2 separate regions of the Mus musculus genome follow, and region 1 is linked to region 2. The links are chromatin contacts, called in public promoter capture Hi-C maps. All regions are on one chromosome and are shown on one strand. Each heading gives the region's core, a stretch centred on a gene start, on an enhancer-like site or on the middle of the called end of the contact. The rest is flanking DNA. Distances are from core to core; before and after follow the strand shown.

Region 1 (3,432 bases), core at 829-3,328, 820 kb after region 2:
AATTCTCAAAACGCCAGGATTGGCACACACATCTGAGACCTCTGTTGCTGATTGTGCATGAGGTGGGAGTGTCTACAATAAACCTAAGCCCCCCCCCCCACCAGACAACAGATGGTCTCACAGGTTCCATGGCAGTGTTTGTGAAAGCTTCCTATGGCTTCCTATGGGTGATTTTCTGGGTACTAATATGAGCACTCTCTTTCTGTGTGGATACTAGGTTCTCTCTTCTCTGAGAAGATGCGGCCACAGAATTTATTTTGAGCCCTTTCAGCCCCCTGAGGCATCTGCCTCCACATTCTTGTTCCTGATTCAAGTCTATCATGTCAACAAGCTTTTTCTCCTGGGTTTGATGCTCTCTTGAAAGCTTTTCAGGCCTTCCACCTGCAAAGAAATGGGTTTTGTTTTCTTGCTTTCTACCCCCCCCCCCCAGTTCTGCTGACAAATGCAGGCAGAGATAGCCGTAGTGGTGGGCAGCGTGTCAGCCATTCTCAGGGGATCCCCAGGCCTCTCGCAGATCCTGACAGACATGCCCCACCAAATCCATTCCAATTCAAGCTGATACTTTTTTTCCCCATAATGCTACTCAAAGTTGAGACAGGACAAAACAATCTGGAGAAGGCTTATCTGACTATCCAGACAAAACCACCCCTGCTTTTACAATAACCAGCCTGTATTTGTAAAAATCAGCGATGTCCTGTTATTCTTCCGTCGCCGAGGAACTGTCAGTTCTTCTGGATTGTATGCCATACTTCCTCTTCCAACTACAGCTCACACATGCTCTATGCTGGTCGTGGCTTCATGGTACCTGAGCACAGGTAACCAGTCACGTGCCAGAATGTAGAACAAGATAAGATGTAAGTTATGATTCTAATCAGAGAAGAGCCTAACTATATGGCCAATGTAGTTGTAAATATATTTTGAATCTGAGTCTTCTTTCTGGGAGCATGGGACTGGGAGAAAGAACCAGGCCTAACTTCTACAAGGTTTGGGCAGTTTAATCAGCTACACAGCTCTGGAAAAATTGCCTCCACTCTCTGAGACTTTTTTCCTTAATTGCTACACAAACTTTCTATCCACACCAGGGTCATGGGATTGATGGTTAGCTCAGAGTTCTGTGTGTAGGGAGCAATTCGAGGGTCACCCATTCTTTTGTGTCTTCCTTTCATAAATCTGTTTTTAAACGGAGAAACAAAGACTATTGATGTATGGGAGACACAACTAGAGTGTCCATAAGAAGGGAGCTGAGATACAAGCAGAGTCTGGTGTAGGGTAAAGTGAAGGCAATTAGTAAAGTTGATGTTTTTAAATAGAATATTGGTATTTTACTGGCGCACCCAAGCAGATTTTTATGTATTGAGATATTATTTGACTTAAGACTATGTCATAAAGTAGCATGCTATTTTGTATGCTAACTTAAAAAATAAGTTAAGGGACTAGAAAGATGGCTCAGTGGTTAAGAGGCCTGACGGCTCTTCCAGGGGACCATCACCCATATGGTATCCTACAACCATCTGTAACTCAGGTTCCAAGGGATCCGACGCCCCCTGCTGGTGTCTATGGCCACCAACTGCGCCATGGTGCACTTAAGGGTGGGCAGGCAAACTCTCATACATTAAAAAATAATTTAAAGAGTAAAAAAAAGAAAATATTATTTTCATTGGAGTCAGAGTTGAAGGGCTGTAATCCCAGCACTCGGGAAGCAGATGCAGAAGGCGATCTGTACATTTGAAGCCATCCTGGTTTACAAAGCGAGTTCCAGGGCAGCCAGGGTTACACCTTTGAGACACTGTGTAAGGGTCTCTACTCCCCTGCATAACGAAAAGAAAAAAAAAAGTATAACGTGCCTAGAAGTTTTTATGTCACCCCTTTAAATTCTGCATCTAAAGACAGCTTAAATCCAAGACCAAGCAAAGCTGAAGGAAAAGAACATAGCTCTCCCAGACTTGGCATTTCTGCACAAGAACACGCTTCCGTCCTGGAAGGGGGCGGAACGCGTGGACTACAACTTCCAGAGGGCAATGCGGAGAGGCACCCTCGCTGATTGGCTACTTGGGCGCCGCCCTCTGCTCCGCCCCTCCGAAATGACTCTGTTCCAGGTCCCGGGCTAGAGTGCTCTGGAGGCCCACTTCAGGCCGGGTACTTCCTTTGCTGACTTCATGGCGGCGCGGCCTGCGTTCGGAATAGTGCGGCAGCTCCTGAGGTCCAATGCTCGGGGTTGCAGCTCGGGGGCTCCGGTGACGCAGCCTCGCCCCGGGGAGCCCTCGAGACCTACCAGGGAGGTGAGCCCACCCAGCCCGCCTGCACACACCTACCTGGAGGGCGATCCAAGCCACCCTAATCTTCAGAATGCACTCTGTCCTGAGGCTTCCTTTGGGGAGGACCCTGGGCACTCACTGCTGGGTTGCTTGAGTTCACTCCTGCCCAGCGGGAAGGACTCCTCAGTTTCCCCTGCACCCCCTTCCCTGGAGAACCACCTAATAACAGGTAGCTGTGCTGCAGCAGGAAAAGGGGGTGCTATTAAGGAGTGAGAGTTAGGTTCCAGTGAGCTGTTCCAGCTTTCGCTTCCACCCAGTCTATTAAACATTATTCCTCACCTCCGGGGAGGAGGGTGCCAGTGCAGTCAGGTGTCCCCCGGACAACTGCTTCTTTGACAAGGACTAAAAAATATTGCTAGCCAGGTGTCCGGCACAGCCGGTTGTCACTTTGTTGTGGCAGGGTTCCATGACCTATCTTCTTTCTCTTGGGATGGGGTGGCCTCATTTGATGAGAACGAGAGCAAGATCAGGTTCCGTGATAAGGAGTTCCTGCCTGTCTTCATAGTGAGGGGCAGGGTCCTGTATTGCACTTCTCCGAGTGTTTCCAGTGACGGTAGGTCTTAAGTTTGTTGTTTTATCTAAATGGTTAGGGAAACCTGCGAAACTGTTCCATCCGCTTCTGTCTTCCAGAACTGAGCGTGAAGTCCCAGGACTCTGAATTTCACAATATTTGCCTCTCCCATCTTGCTCAAGACATAGGCAGGCTTATGTCAGAGCGTTCACTTCCTCAGACTTGCCTCTCTGGGATCCTCAGATAAAGCAGGCTTGTTGTTACAGGGCTCTCCAAACCCTTGAACTTTGTACTTGAGTGAAAAGCGCTAGGATAGCCAAGGCCACCATGGGAGCTCTTAAAAACCGATACTAGCAAAAAATAATTTTTTTCTTCCTCATCATGGATTTTGTGCTTTTTGTGAGGGGGCCTGTGCAGTGTGACTAGCTGATGGCCCCTTGGCCTCACACTCTCTCTTGGGGCACAGTAAAGGTGGGACCTTAAACAGAAACACCTGTGCTAGCCTCTCCCCTGGGGTGCTGTACTAGGTCCTGTTGGACACATCCTACCAGGGCAAGCAGTCATTCTTTCAGTGGTACCTCAGACATTGCTTTCTGCATATCTCAC
Region 2 (3,549 bases), core at 22-2,521:
TAGTGTGGGTCATGGGTACCAAATTTGTGTCCTCTGGAAGAGCAACTAGGGCTCCTAACCACTGAGTAATCTTTTCAGTCTTGTGACTCTTGAGTCTCAGCTTGAGAGGTTTCAACTAGGTGAGGGATCCCTTCCTCATCGTTTTCCTTGTCCCTTCATCATACCCCAGGCAGATGATCCATGAGGCAGGTGGCCCATCTCTGTCAGGTCACTCTATGTCCCTGACTGCTTTGGGGAACTGCCTTTGCCCTCTGGGTCACTGATGCTTTCTGTGGGGGCTGTAAAACAGAGCATGCGATCTGTGAAGGACACACCCAGGCATCAACGACATGGTTGCTCCTCACATCCTTGGGTTCTCGGCTACAGAACCAGCTGCACAAAGGCTTGGGACTTGGTGCTCCACCGACAACGGCGATAGTGTGGAATTCCAAAAGATGAAGGAGGGTTAGGTGCAAGAGACTGATGAGCAGACGCTTTTACAGGTAACAGTTTCTAGATGATTCACGCTGACCTCGAAAAACAACAGCTGGCCGTGCTGGTGCACCCCTGCAATCCAGAGGCTGAGGCAGGGGCATCATGAGTTCCAGGTGAGTTTGGGCTAATAGTGAATTCCAGGTCATCCTGAGCTGGACAGTGAGATCCTGTCTCAAAACTAGTAACGGCCAACAGCATGCTTGGGATGTAGCTCAGTGGTAGGTTGCTATGTATCTCAGCATTCTCCAGGCTATGGATTCAGTCCCCAGACAGACAAAAGCAACTCCTGTCTCCCACAATAAGAATTCCCTGGCTTCAGGACAAAGAGGTAACTGGTCCCCCAGGCTTATCACCTCAAAGCTGCAGCCTCCTTGTCCTCCGGGGCTGAGATCTTTTTTTTTTCCCCTCCCAGGTAAGCACCAGGAATGATAACTAGCAACATGCTAAAGAATTTTCTTTTTATTCTGCTCAAGCACAAAAATCTTACCTGGAGGCTTCACTGTTGGGGCCTTCCAATCTTTCCTGAGCTTTAATACAGAAAATAAATTCAATTCCAGCACTTAGCAGCTGCCGCGTGGTGGGCGCTCTGAACACAGTTGCTGAACAAACGCTTTATGAGGCGGCTGTCTCCATCATGTCTAGGGGTCTGATGGAGAGGAAGTCAGCTTTCCGTGCCTCAAATGGCCTAGCCTGCCTTGCTTGTATAAGGAGAATGAATTGTGTATGTACAAGGAACAGATCTTGTCTCCGCAAAGAGGGTGGATCTTGTTAGTGCAAAGTGAACATATTCTGTTTGAGTGCGGAGCGTGGGAGGCGTGGCTTCAGTTGCACAGCTAAGCCTTGATCAACAATCCATTCCCAGGGTTACCCCATCCCCTGAGGGAATGACTACTCCACATGGGGGTTGGGACAGGGTCTGTGAGTCTCCCCCAATTTATTCCTTCATAAATTTAAGGGTTTAAAGTTATCCTGTTAGGTTTTGTTTTGTTTTGTTTTGTTTTTGTTTTTTTGGTTTTTCGAGACAGAGTTTCTCTGTATAGCCCTGGCTGTCCTGGAACTCACTCTGTAGACCAGGCTGGCCTCGAACTCAGAAATCCGCCTGCCTCTGCCTCCAAAGTGCTGGGATTAAAAGCGTGCACCACCATGCCCGGCCTATCCTGTTAGTTTTGACAAGCACATGTGCCTTGACATCACTGGAGGCTCTCACTGGGCTGCGGTTCCCAGGAGACTACTGATGCAGAATAAGGAGCTAATTCTCAGAGTTGGATGGGAGGCCTGCAGGCGAGAAGCCAGAGGGACAGCTGATAAGTGGAACTTCCGGTATCCAGGGGAAGCCGAGCAGATGCGTCTGGACCAGGAAAGAATGGAAAGCACCTGCCTACGGAGCGCTGGGGTGGGGCAGGCAGGCAGGTGTGTGAGGACAGGACAGTCACCACCATTCATACAGCTACAGCCACCTGTGCAGCATGGTGCCTTGAGACAGTACAGTTACTATTTACCCTCCTTCTGAAGATGGGCAAACGTGTTGAAGGGGTGAAATGTGAGGAGTTTACACCCTGTCCCCTCTGCCCAGGTCTGGAGGGCTTCTGGCATGCTGTTCTGCCTCAGAGATATGAAAGGCAGAGGACAGAACAGCTCTCAGGAGACTAATGCTGAATGATCACAAACAGCCTTGGTCTCCCAACCAAGGAGTGGCTAGGATGTAGCTCAGTTGGTAGAGTGCTTGCCCGACATGTGCAAAAGCCCGGGTTTAAGTCCAAGCACGGCACAGAACCCAGAATGGCGGTGTGTGCGGTGCGTGCGGTGCGTGCGGTGCGTGCGGTGCGTGCGGTGCGTGCGGTGCGTGCGGTGCGTGCGGTGCGTGCTGGTAGTCCCAGCACTCGGGAAGTGAAACAGGAAGCATCAAGAGTCCAAGCCATCCTTTGCTACACAGTGAGTTCAAGGCTAGCCTGAGATACAGGACACTCTGTCTTATGTATAAACAAAGGCTCTTAGGATAGAAACACCTGCAGCTTTATGATCTACTGAGAATCCTCTAGAAGGACGAGTCAGGGCCCTGAGAGAAAGCAGGTCATGACAGCAGGAGACTGGGAGACCTTGGCTGAAGAAATAGTAGGGAAATTTGCAAGAGGGAAGCTGCTGGTGGTAGCTTGTGTGGTATGGGACTGGCCAGCTTCCTGCGATTTCCATGCTGTGGGCCACCCCCACCCCCCACCCCAACCCTGTCCTCAAGCCTATCTCATCTGTTTCCAGCTGTCCTCCCACCAATCTTGCACATCCTGCAGTTTGTGGAGCCTCACTCCCAGACCACAAATCTAACATCTGCTGTCCTGCTTGCTGCCCCCTGCAGTGTGTTTGCTGAGAAAATCAGGCTTTGTCCTGCATGACCAAGCCTTAGGATTCTGCTGGTGGAGTAATCTGTATGGGGTCCTTTAGTACCCTCTGGCCCTGTATTTCCCATGACTGTCCTGTACCATCAAAGGAGAAGTCATCTTTCACCCCTGATTCCCAGAACCTGGAATGTCAACCGTAGAGCAGGCACACGGGAGAAATGTTTGCAAAGGGTTGGGGCTGACTCCACGGGGCTGGGTTTCCCAGGTAATCCCTAGAATGGAGTGGCCTCCGATCAGCCTGTTACTAGTGAGGTGGCTGGGACTTCTCCCAGTTCTCTGAGTGCCAAGCCCATGGAGCTGCATTTCTAGTGAGCCACCAGGGCCGTCTTCTCCCTCTGGATGTCTGAGTCCTCTTATTTTCAGAGAGAAACTCCTGCATGAAGGCTCCTGCCAACTTCCATCTCCTGAGCCTGAGACTTTGTGACTCTGGAGAGAATGTCACCTTTTCAAGTGTCACACGTTTGGGAACCTGAAGCATGGAGGTTGACCGAACCCTTGCTGCTGAGGTCACACACAAGCACGTGGCACATGACACCCACATGACACCCACTGTGTGGCAGGGTCCTACATAGCTCCTTCTCAGGCCTGTTTGTACACTTCTGTACATTTCTGGCTGTGAGCTGAGCCCAGGTCTGCCTCTCTCCTGCCCTCCTCCTGCCCCCTCTCCTGTCCCCTCCCCCAT

The links. Promoter capture Hi-C pulls out the DNA fragments that hold promoters and counts their contacts.
Region 1: a promoter capture Hi-C map of hippocampal neurons shows a contact between it and region 2, with 5 times the contacts expected there. The contact joins the promoter of Mocs1 here to the enhancer-like site in region 2. A contact is called at or near these places in 2 of 39 promoter capture datasets (embryonic stem cells and hippocampal neurons) and 6 of 115 datasets of contacts at active chromatin or transcription factors (the 230-238 cell line, bone marrow-derived macrophages, embryonic stem cells and 2 more).

The regions. Positions count from the first base shown.
Region 1 is chr17:49,426,286-49,429,717 of GRCm38.p6, forward strand. Mocs1 (molybdenum cofactor synthesis 1) reads left to right here and starts at 2,079. Exons shown (of 11, transcript NM_020042.2): 1 at 2,079-2,279. The coding sequence starts at 2,157.
Region 2 is chr17:48,609,165-48,612,713 of GRCm38.p6, forward strand. No RefSeq gene overlaps it. Among named protein-coding and RNA genes, the nearest start is that of Gm24071, 6.9 kb to the right of the region's middle. Within about 2 kb of position 1,272, at least 11 of the 459 cell types and tissues checked have an H3K27ac peak or open chromatin away from gene starts, as enhancers often do. A contact at or near this core is called in hippocampal neurons, where this site is marked.